3 separate regions of the Mus musculus genome follow, and all the other regions are linked to region 3. A link is a contact called in public promoter capture Hi-C data. All regions are on one chromosome and are shown on one strand. Each heading gives the region's core, a stretch centred on a gene start, on an enhancer-like site or on the middle of the called end of the contact. The rest is flanking DNA. Distances are from core to core; before and after follow the strand shown. Region 1 holds the start of Gng2 (guanine nucleotide binding protein (G protein), gamma 2). Region 2 holds the start of Kcnk5 (potassium channel, subfamily K, member 5). Region 3 holds the start of Chchd1 (coiled-coil-helix-coiled-coil-helix domain containing 1).

Region 1 (3,669 bases), core at 265-2,764, 730 kb after region 3:
TGCCAGAATGACATTCGGTAGTCCCCAGGGTGTGCGAGGAAGGCACAGCTGATGAGCCTGCATCAATCTAGATTTTCCTGTCAGATTCCCTCCTGGTGAGTGAAGGTAGGACAGGGCCTTCAAAATACAGTAGCAGATTGCTTCTAATGCTTGAGAAGGTTAGCTTTCTAGGCCTGGCTTCTGAGAGAGGATGGATTTATTTATTAATTACATTTGAGACAGGGTCTCACCATGTAACTCAGAGGAGCTTTGAGCTCAAAGTGATTCTGTTGTCTCAGGCTACAGTACTGAAACTGCAGCTATGACTACCATGCATCACCTCCCTTCAGGAGCAAGGATTCCCTCCTCGCTGCCCTGCTGGTGTTTAAAATGTACCTTCCCCCAAAGTGCTTCCTTAATCCAGAGAAAGAATAACTCAAACCTGGGGTAAATTGTTGCCACAAGCATCAGGGCTCAGCTGTGAACATAACTGGGGGAAGCCAGGGGAACAAACACTGGTGTCCGACCGGCTGTTGACTGTCCGAGCCACTTGTCACCTGAGTTTCAGTCTCTTGTAAATAATAACCGATAGTATGTAATTGAGTATTTTCTCTGCTCTGGGAACTATTTGAAGCACCACGTATCTGTCTGGTCTTACTTCCTTCTCAGATTTTTCCACTGTGAAATATGGTATGATTTTTGCAAGTGGGGAAACTGAGGCATATAGACATTAAGTCATTTGTCTAAGTTTACAGGCAGGAATGACAGCTCAGATTTTAACTCTGGAGGACAGACTGACAATGGTTCTCTTTATTCATGACACTATCCTATTGTCTGAAACAAAGGGCAAAAGAGGCCCCTCAGCCCTACCAATATTAGGTGGGTGGTAGAGGAGGGGATCTATGGCTGGACTGGGAATCCGGGCCACTCAGACCACACCCCTCCCTTCATTCACACTCTCCTCGGACTGTTCTCACTGCTAGATCTACCTCAGCATTGCAGGACTTGGCTTAGCTCACACGTCCCAGAAGTCCTGCGGGTGCCATTATTTTCTAAGCATATGGGTTAAATAAAATCTCAGTGGTAGGGAGACCTTGGGGGAATGAAGCTCCGGAAAGGTTGGCTGGCCACAGAGGAAAAACTCGGCAGCAAGAGGCTGCAAGCTGCTTGGGAATGCAGATAGGCCGTAAATTAGAAGGCGCTGCTGGCTGGCCCCGGATCTCAGGACCAGAGTCTACGCCGGCCCAATAAATACAGTAGCTTCAGTTCAGAATGAGAAAGCAGTTTGGGTGTTGAGGAAACCCACTGAGGCACTGTGTGGACACTGTTGGGAGATGAGCGCTGGGAGATAAGAAAAGGACTGAGAAGACAGTGCAGTGGGGATGGAAGGGCGCTGGAAAAAAGGGGTCCAGGGGATTAGAGCCAAATTAGCATCAGCAGCAGACAAAGCCACTTAGAGGAAGCCCTGAAGTGGTGGGAGAAGCAAACGAGAAAGCTGGCTTGCTACCCGATACTAAGAGAGGAGGAAGTGGGAGATGAGCTGCTTCCTGTAGGAATGAGGATTGAAGACAAAGCTGGGTGGGGACTCAGGCTTGGGCTTCAGGGGCTGCTATACAGACAGACACACGACGCCTCTCGGTGGGCAACTCCTACTACGGCTGGGCTGGGCTGGGCAGGGCTTCGCTGCGCTGGGCTGGGCTGACTGGGCTGGGCTGGGCTGGGCTGGGCTGGGCTGGGCTGGGCTTGGGCTGGGCGGGCCGACCTCACCACCCATCTGCTCCGCCAGGGGAAGCTGCTCTCTAACCAAGCCTCCGGAGCCAAGCAAGGTAAAGGACACGTTTTCCATGTAGCTCCTTTTGAATTGAGATGAAGTGACCATGCTTGTGGGTTTTGGGGTGGATTTCTTAGGGAAGCGAGGAACATTGATTCAGGCTTGGGGGAAATGATTAAGATGGGATTTTAATTTTTTTTTTTTTTTTCGAGAACGATGGTCAGATTTGTGACACATTTTGTTCAGGGTGTGGGGAACCACCCTCAGTGTTTAGGAAAACAAGCTGAATGTAAGAAGTGGTTTGTTTAGCTGGCTCAGCAGACCGACAGGGCTGAGTTGCAGTCAGCTGGGGTGCGAAGCTGCAGTCTGGGCACCCGAGCGTGGCAGACCCTTGTTTTGGGGTGTAAGTGGTGAAAGATGTTAAGCACACTCATATACGTATGTATTTCGGTGAGCCGTCTCTTTGCAACATTATGGCTGTGGTTTGGCTGTGAGGATGTTGGGTTCTTTTGTACATAGATTTTTACCAACAAAGGCTCGCATTTCGAGAGCGAGGGGCCAGTATTTACCTCTAAGGAACTAGTGTCTTCCTCTCCTTGCTGCTACCATTTGTTAGTAGGTCTTACCCTAAAGTTGCATCCTTATTTAAAGGACCATGGCCGGCCTATAACTTGCTGAAAATCGGATACCGGTGTGTAAATGGATTTTATGCCTGTATGAATTTTATCCATCTCTAGATCAAAACGATTGTTAATTCTAGACAGAGATAATATCGAAGTGAGCTGGTTTGTTTCCTTGTCTGTGTATGCTGTACACTGAGTTAATACAATCAGAACACAGTTTTTATTCTGTAAATTTTCTTAAGCACTGGATGCTGATAATGAGTCTGGGATAGTAACTGGTTTGCGTTTATGAGTGATATATATAAAAGTACAATAAAGAGGTCTAACAGGCTTGAACTGAGATTATGGGCTTTTTTGGCAGAACATGTAGGATAAACAGTTTAATAAACTGTGTCATAATTTTTAAAAAATCTTCAACAAAAGTGTAGTTAAGCATAAGAAAGCATTGATTAAAATGATTTTTACTTTTTTATATACAATAAAAGGAGATAGTTTTTCAAAGCAAAGAAAGAGCTTCGTGTGGTAGAATGAAAACAATAAAATGGCATGTTTGAATACTCATGAATTATTAAAATACAAGTTTCTTTTTTTAAGGTCCAAATAATACCAGTGGAGAAAATATGTACTTTTGTGATAAAACCATTGTCAGTTGAAGAAGCCACACAATTGAGATTCAGTTTTGTTTTGTCACCTTTATGAAATTCATTTAGCTTCTCAGAATTTGTCGAGTAGCGGTGCATTTTCTGAGACAGGAAGCTTTCATGGACACTGAAGAAATAAATTTCTATTTTCCTGAGCATGTGTAGGAGTTGCTGTAACCATGGGCTCTTGGGAAGGCTTTCTTGAATTTAATCAAAGCGAGTCATTTCAGGATTCTAAAGTCCCCATCGCATCCTAAAGTGAAATATGTAGCTTCATTCTTCTGGATGGAGACCTAGGCTAGATCTAGAGTCTGGTGATCGCACTGTGTGTCCCTAACTGAAATAGGAAGCTGGGCCTCTGGGCTATAAGGACGGCAGGACTTTCCTTTCATACTGATTCGTCTACAGCCTGTGTTCGCAGATGATGCGACACCCTGCTTTGTTTGGGGATGTCTAGAAAATGTGTGTTACCCCTCCCATGTGTCTCACGGGAGAGTGAGGTGATGAAACCCTGGCCAGTAGGCATAGTAGAGTCAAGGGTGCCCTGCTATCTGTCTGAAAACACCTAAGAGCTGCCTGTTTTGTGCACAGCAGAAAACACTTCCTTAATTGTTAAATTTCAGCTCAAGGCGGAACGTGAGTGAGCAACAGCAGG
Region 2 (3,427 bases), core at 212-2,711, 520 kb after region 3:
TAACTGACAAGCCATCTCTCCTGCCCTAGAAACCTGAGTTTTCTCGGTTTCCTGCTCAGACTTCTCCCTCAGGGCATGTTCACAATCTTCAAACAAGAGCTACAAACAATTGAAGGCCAGAGGTGGTGGCCATGTCTTTAATTCCAGCACTTGGGAAGTGTAGGGAGTGGATCTTTGTGAGTTCAAAGTCAGCTTGGTTTACATAGCGAGGTCCAGGATAACCAGAGCTACACAGGGAGACCCTATCTAAATGATTGACTGATCAGCAGTGTGGAGCCATCCTTAGCTCTGCAGATGCAGCAAGATTTCAAGAGCCACAGACAACCTTCTTGCAACTCTCGGCCTGTGACGATTAATCACCCACAGAAGGAAAAGGCCCTGGGGAGGGGGTAGTGCCAGGGACTCTGGCCTCTGTTGCATCTGCTGCCACAGAGGTCAGGGGCAGGCTGTGGCTCTGGCACACAAGTCAGCACCCCTGACTTGAGACAGTGGAGGCTGCCCAAATGGCTCTGCCTAGCTTCCATTTCTTTCCTGGAAAGTAGATCTAACGACAAACCCCCGATTACGATACAAAAACATGTCGTCTGCCCAGGGTTTATAAATGCTCAGAGAAGCAAGCAGAGTGAGGAGTAACTCAGACGAGTTTTGACAGATGTATTCACATCTTCTGCCTATTATCAAGTATTTGTTTATTTTTGAGAGAAGGTTTTACTGTGTAGCCTGGCTGGCCTAGAACTCCCTATGTAGACAAAGTTGGTATACCTCTCTAGTTGGGACTAAATGTGCACACTACCACCACACCTGGTCTGAGTGTTTATCGCTATTAACAGGCCTGTGGATAAATGCATCACCGAGTGGAAAGCATTTCTAGTCTCTCCAGTAGATATTCCAGCTGGGGTGGGTAAGGGGGAAGTGGTGTTGTAATTTTAAGCAGGCTTGGGAGTAAGGAAGAGGTCCTTGTAATGTGGGTGTGGCTGTCTGTCGCCTCTCTCAGAAGTGTCGCGAACACAGATGACCTGGGATGGGTTCTTCACCCATTTGTGGTTGGGATTAATTCCCAGTAATCCTAATTCAGATCCAATCTCCTTACTCGGGTCAGATAAGTAAGTGTGTGAGCCCCAGGAATAATTGGGGAAACATCTGGATGTGATAGTAACACTGGCAATGTATTTCTGACCTCAGCAGTAAGGTGCATGACCGTTTTAGCGAATTATATCGATTTCTAATACGCAACTGGAGTCCCGCAGACCGCAAATCCCGCGACTGTGTGGCTCCTGGAAGTCTGGTGGGGCCATGAAGCCTTGGCCTGGAGCTTGGAGAACCCGGTGTTTGGTGTAATGACTTCAGGCGCGCTGGGCGGGGCCAGGGGCGGGTTCCGAATGGACTCCACCCCTTTCAGGGTCTGGCGCGAGCGGGCGGGCTGAGAGCTGCTTAAAGAGCCCTGCGGAGGCGCGCTGGGCGTACTGTCGCGCGCGCAGAGGCGGCACACGTGTCTGCTGGTGTGGGTCCTGAGTTTCACCCTACCCTTCAGGATCGAGAGATTGGGGTGGCCCCAACCCCCTTTTGATGTGCGCTCACCCTGGCCTGTGAGAACGTGATCCACGCAGTTCCCCGCGTTCAGGGAGCCAACTTGGCCAAGCAACTGTCCCGGGAGCGGCGCGCGGGGGTACCGGGCACTGCGCATGCGGAGCTCCAAATTCAAACAGCTGTGTCCAGGGCTGCAGGACGAGTGAACCCGGAGCTGCTGGAATTAGGGGACTCTTTCTCCAGGAGGTGGCCATTCCAGAGTCATGGTGGACCGGGGTCCTTTACTCACCTCGGCCATCATATTCTACCTGGCCATCGGGGCAGCGATCTTCGAAGTGCTGGAGGAGCCACACTGGAAGGAGGCCAAGAAAAACTACTATACACAGAAACTGCATCTACTCAAGGAGTTTCCGTGCCTGAGTCAGGAGGGACTGGACAAGATCCTACAGGTGAGCCGTCGGTCGCCAGAATCCTCCACATGCATCTGAAGCTGTTGGGACTATAGCGGTATTGAAGGGGATACTCCCTCCTACAGTTTAAGACGACCCCCCACCCCCCAGTCCCAACCAGAAGTCCCTGGGTGGCGGGAGAAAATGCCTCATCAGGTGTCAGGTCGCAAAGATCTGTGTCTTTCGTCTAGGGACAGGGAGATTCCCCCACGCGCGCAGACTTGGTCAGTACCTAGTAAGTTCCGAGAGAACTTGGGGTTGACTCCAGGATGAACTGGGCCCCGCGGTGGCTTAGTGTGGGTGTGCGGGTGCCTCCCTCTTTGGAGGGAGGCTGTGGGGCGGATAAAGGAGTTTATCTTTCCTTGGAGACGCTCCCGGAGTCCGGGAGCAGAGCCGGGTGCCACCCCTCGCGTCACCACCTCCCGCTCCAGGGCCGTTGCCGCGCCCGCTCGACCTTTCTAAACTTGAATACAGCAGAGGGCCCCCAGACCTGGTGTGAGCAAAAACACACCCGCCAGTTGCTGCACTTTGAGTGGGGCAGGGAGCTCGGACATATCCTAAGTGCCTCGGAGGAAGGTCTGTGGCTGGAATGTTCGGGACGGTCCCAGGCTTCCATGAAGTCTTAGCAAGCTGAGCCATCCCTCAAGGACTCGGAATTAAGCTTTGTCAAAACAGCAGGTTGCACAAACGAACACCCAAATTCAGGTAGTGCCCTTTTAGGGAGCGAGGATAGTGTGGGTGAGGGGATGTTTCCCTGATGTTAGCTTGTGGAGTCACTTATCTGAGAATGCACACACCCAGTAGACCATTGACCTCACCATGGTAAACTTGGCTGACCATCTCAACTGGAACCTTGAGCCAACTTAGGGTCAGAGGTTCTTCTCTGTTTCTTGAGGGCTCAGCCCCAAGCATCCATCCATCCTGTTCCTGGCCTTCTAACAATAATGGTAGGATTAAACTGGAGCAGGGGTAGACTGTTCAAATCATTATAGATCTGATCGACATCAGCCCCCACTTCTTTCCACTTGTCTCATGCCTCTCACTTTCCAGCCTCATTTACCTGTTTTGTCAAATGGGAACAAACCTGTCTTCATCCTTGTCCTGCCCTGAACTATTGTACCATTGACAACTGAGAAAACCTAAACACATCCTATTGGTACTACCTCCTAATTTCAGATGGACATTCACAGAAACATTTTAGGTGCCCGAGAGATCATGGGCTCATCAGAGAGTTGCCCTCAGCAGGTTTACACCACTAGGTGTGTTGTTGCTTTTGAGTAGACCTGTCCCCTATGTTTAGGGGCTGGGCGTGGAAGGTTACGTGATAGTGATGCTAGTGGTGAGTTTCAAAAGACAGCTGTTCTTCCAGGGGGTTCTGGAAAGATCCACATACCCGTCTGCTGCATCTGGGTGTGCTGAGGAGGAAGAAGGTGGTCAGTTTGTGATAGCCC
Region 3 (3,818 bases), core at 1,264-3,763:
GCTGTGAACAGACACCGTGACCAAGGCAACTCTTACAAGGACAAGATTTAACTGGAGCAGGCTTACTGGTTCACAGGTCCAGTCCATTATCAAGGCAGGAACTGGCAGCATCCAGGCAGGCATGGTGCAGGAGGAGCTGAGGATTCTACATCTTCATCTGAAGGCTACTAATGGAAGACTGACTTCCAGGCAGCTAGGATGAGAGTCTTAAGCCCACTCTGACAGTGACACACCTAATCCAACAAGGCCACATATCCATATATCCACATATCCACTCCCTGGGCACCTATACAAACAGAACCCACCATATCCAACAATTTTTTTTTTATCGTATATATCTGTCTCTAATTGCACTGCTATCAGGCTCCCTGGTACTAGTTGCAAGAAGCTGTGAGGCAGCTAGGATGGTCACTGTGGAACCCAATGTCAGTCCTCTACAAAAGTAGCAAGTACCCTTAAATGGAGTCAGCTCTCCAGCCCCTAAGTATATTAACTGTACAAATAAAATAATATGTATCTACAGAATCTCTGGGTATCAGTATATGCACTTGCTTCAGTAAGCACTTTGGACAGACTATTTGTGAAGTATGCCCTCACTGAATACAGCTGATGGCAAAAAGGCTCTGCATACACAGACTTCATTGCTACTTATGTATCTAAAAGCCAAAGGACTAAATGATGTAAAGGACTTGAAAGGCAACAAAAGACATTCAGACTTGCTCATCAAAAGCATATTTGGACTGGGCAGTGGTGGCGCATGCCTTTAATCCCAGCACTTGGGAGAAAGAGGCAGGCGATCTCGGAGTTTGCGACTGGCCTGGTCTACAGAGTGAGTTACAGGACAGCCAGGAATACACAGAGAAACTCTCTTTCAAAAAAGAAAAAGAAAAAAAACAAAAAAAAAACAAAAACAAAACAAAAGAAAGGAAATGAAGAGCATCCCAGGAATAAAGAACTTCCAGGGTTTGGGGAGATTATAGAGCCCAAGAAAGGACGTGCTCAGGTTGGCTCAGAGGTTGGGTGCTTGCCCAGTGAAGGGAAAGGCAGAGATATTCCTCTTCAGGATGGGGCTGGAGGTGTGAGGAGAAGCAGCTAATTAGAAGAAATGGCCAACTTCTTTTTAGAGGATTTTATTTCAAGACAGCATCCAGAATACGATTCATTCAAAAGAGCAAAATTAAGTATTTTGCCTCATTTTACCCTTCAAAAACTCGTAGCAATGCAAATGCAAACCGCAAACCTCCCAAACGTGCCTCTCTGTATAGCTTTTGGAAATGAGAGTTCATTGAAAATATTTCTCCATTTTCAGATGAGATGAGATTTGTTGGGAAATCTCTGTAACAACTTGGTCATCTTGTGGGGAGATAAACTCTCGGACTGTCCCAGAGACTCCTGGATTGATCTCATCTTCCTGGCTTCCTGAAAACACAACAGAAAACAGAAAACAAAAAACAAAGTCACAGTTCTTTAGCTTATTCTGACCTAGACCCATAATTTTTATAATATTCCAAACCCCAAGAGACCCTGCCTCAAGGAATAAAGTGGAAGAGGAATGGAGGAAAATTCCAGACGTTTACCTCAGGCCACCACACAGCACTGGTGCCCACAGATGTGTCCCTGCATTTTCAAGCACGCAAGCACTTACACACATACACACACACACACACACACACACACCCCAAACAAACAAACAAAAAACCCAAAGGAACAAAAAGGGGATTTAAAGGGATTGGGGATGTACAAATGATTGTTATCATCTCAAACTACTATTCTGGCTAGCAAATTAGTGAAGATCAACCTATGACAAAACTTAGCTTTTTCTCACTTTGGTGAGGGTGAGCCAGTCACAGATGAATGGGAGACTCTGTACATAATTTAACACAGGGCGGTGTGAACCATTTCTTTGCGTTTGGTTTTTTTTTTTTGGTTTTTCGAGACAGGGTTTCTCTGTGTAGCCCTGGCTGTCCTGGCACTCACTTTGTAGACCAGGCTGGCCTCGAACTCAGAAATCCACCTGCCTCTGCCTCCCAAGTGCTGGGATTAAAGGCGTGCGCCACCACGCCCGGCTTGAACCATTTCTTTGTATTCCCCTTTCTTTTCCCAAGAAGGCACGCTAGGAGCCAGACATCACCTGAGCCCTGGAAGAACAATCGAAGAAGTCCTGGATCTCTTTCCTGCACGCCTCGTCGCGGAATTCATTCTGCTTCCAGCAAGCCATCATCATCGACATCTCCGTGATACAGGTTGCCTCTGGAGGGGAAGAACTGGGAGACCTTCAGCCACAGGGCGACCTAACACCTCTCCCCCGAGATTACCTAGCCGCCCCCGCTCCAAGTGCTCACCTCCCTTTTCTCTACGTCGGTTCCCGACGCGGTTAGCTAAGATAAGAGGCTTGTTGGGTTTCAGTATAGGTTTTCCCGGGTTCGCAAACCGCGCCAGGCGGCCGCGTAGACTGGGCGTCGCCATTTTGCACAGCGTTCCCAGTAGGCTCCGCGGCGCCGTGCGTGACCCCTCTTGACCTCTACGCGCTTGGCGTGCGGACAACGGGCAGCTGTGCGCGCACTTTCCGGGTCTTGGCCTCACGGTGACACTGGATTCGAACCCCGTCGGGCCGGCAGCCGACAGCAGGTTAGGATGCTATAGGTTGTGCGCGCCCTTTGCGTGCTCGGGACCCGGCAGGATTCAGGGGCCCCGTGTCCGCGGCTGCCACTTATTTGTGAGTCGGTGTCTGCGTGTGGGCACCACGTGAGTGCCGCGTCCGTGGCGGCCAGGGGAAGGCGTTGGATCCCGTGGGGCTGGAGTTAAGGATTTTGGATTGCAAAGGACTTTTGTTTTAACAAGTCTGTGAGAATGATGATTCCTTTTGCCAGGCGGTGGTGACGCTCGCCTTTAAATCCCGGCACTGGGGAGGTGGGGAGGCGGGGAGGCGGGGAGGCAGGCGGATCTGAGTTTGAGGCCAGCCTGGTCTCCAGGACTGCCAGGGCTACACAGAGAAACTCTGTAGCAGAAAAACCAAAATAATAAAATGGTTGCTTTTTACAACTCTTACATGGACTGCTAGGTAGATACTGTTTACTCGTTTGGAATGATCGCACAGTAGGGTGAACGTTGTAACATTTACGTGTGACATACACAACATTTAATATTAGAGCAACTATATCACTTCTTTTTATAGACCTCCAGTTGTGATTTGTTGGACTTGAGTGTTTGACTTAACTGTTTACAAAACCGAATCAAAAGATGTGCTATATATAGATTCTTTGGTATTTGCAAATGAATTCAAGACATTTCTGCTAATGGAAGCGGAATCCAGCAGTCCTGTAGTTTATATGATGTCTACTTTAGAGCAAGGTATATTTGCTGACATTTTTTACCTCAGATGTTTGGAATTCTCCCTTGATAGCCTACGTGGATGCCTTTCTTCCGGAGTCACATAGCTAATTCAGGAGGGAAATTCCAGGAATGGGCCTGACCAAAAAGTCCATCTTTTGGTCAGTATTTAGTATCTAATAAAGCTTGCTTTAAATTTAGCCCAAAATGGTGGACTTCGTTTTTCTGGCGAATCCCAAGATTAACACTGGGTTCACATCAGAGGGGTTTTCCCTCTCTTACCACACCCTACCGGCAGCCATCAAGGCACCTTTTTTATTGTCACACACATTTATATTGTTTGTGACCTTATGTACCCCAACATCTACTTTGAAATCTTAGCTAGCTCAGGGTCTGGAGAGGTAGCTCCGTGCTTAAAGAGTGTTTTTAGCTCTTCCAGAGGACTGTTTGGTTTCCAGCATCCACGTTGCAGGGCTCATAATTACTTC

Evidence for each region. Promoter capture Hi-C pulls out the DNA fragments that hold promoters and counts their contacts.
Region 1: a contact with region 3 is called in a promoter capture Hi-C map of pre-B cells, with 2.3 times the contacts expected there. The contact joins the promoter of Gng2 here to the promoter of Chchd1 in region 3. A contact is called at or near these places in 1 of 39 promoter capture datasets (pre-B cells) and 1 of 115 datasets of contacts at active chromatin or transcription factors (effector CD8 T cells).
Region 2: a contact with region 3 is called in a promoter capture Hi-C map of fetal liver, with 4 times the contacts expected there. The contact joins the promoter of Kcnk5 here to the promoter of Chchd1 in region 3. A contact is called at or near these places in 3 of 39 promoter capture datasets (fetal liver, liver and pre-B cells) and 1 of 115 datasets of contacts at active chromatin or transcription factors (effector CD8 T cells).

Annotation. Positions count from the first base shown.
Region 1 is chr14:19,975,094-19,978,762 of GRCm38.p6, reverse strand. It overlaps Gng2 (guanine nucleotide binding protein (G protein), gamma 2), which reads left to right and starts at 1,514. Exons shown (of 4, transcript NM_010315.4): 1 at 1,514-1,805.
Region 2 is chr14:20,179,816-20,183,242 of GRCm38.p6, reverse strand. It overlaps Kcnk5 (potassium channel, subfamily K, member 5), which reads left to right and starts at 1,461. Exons shown (of 5, transcript NM_021542.4): 1 at 1,461-1,976. The coding sequence starts at 1,791.
Region 3 is chr14:20,701,722-20,705,539 of GRCm38.p6, reverse strand. Chchd1 (coiled-coil-helix-coiled-coil-helix domain containing 1) reads right to left here and starts at 2,513. Exons shown (of 3, transcript NM_025366.3): 1 at 2,343-2,513; 2 at 2,132-2,250; 3 at 1,115-1,419. The coding sequence starts at 2,466. The coding sequence ends at 1,306. 6230400D17Rik (RIKEN cDNA 6230400D17 gene) reads left to right here and starts at 2,441. Exons shown (of 1, transcript NR_029446.1): 1 at 2,441-3,528.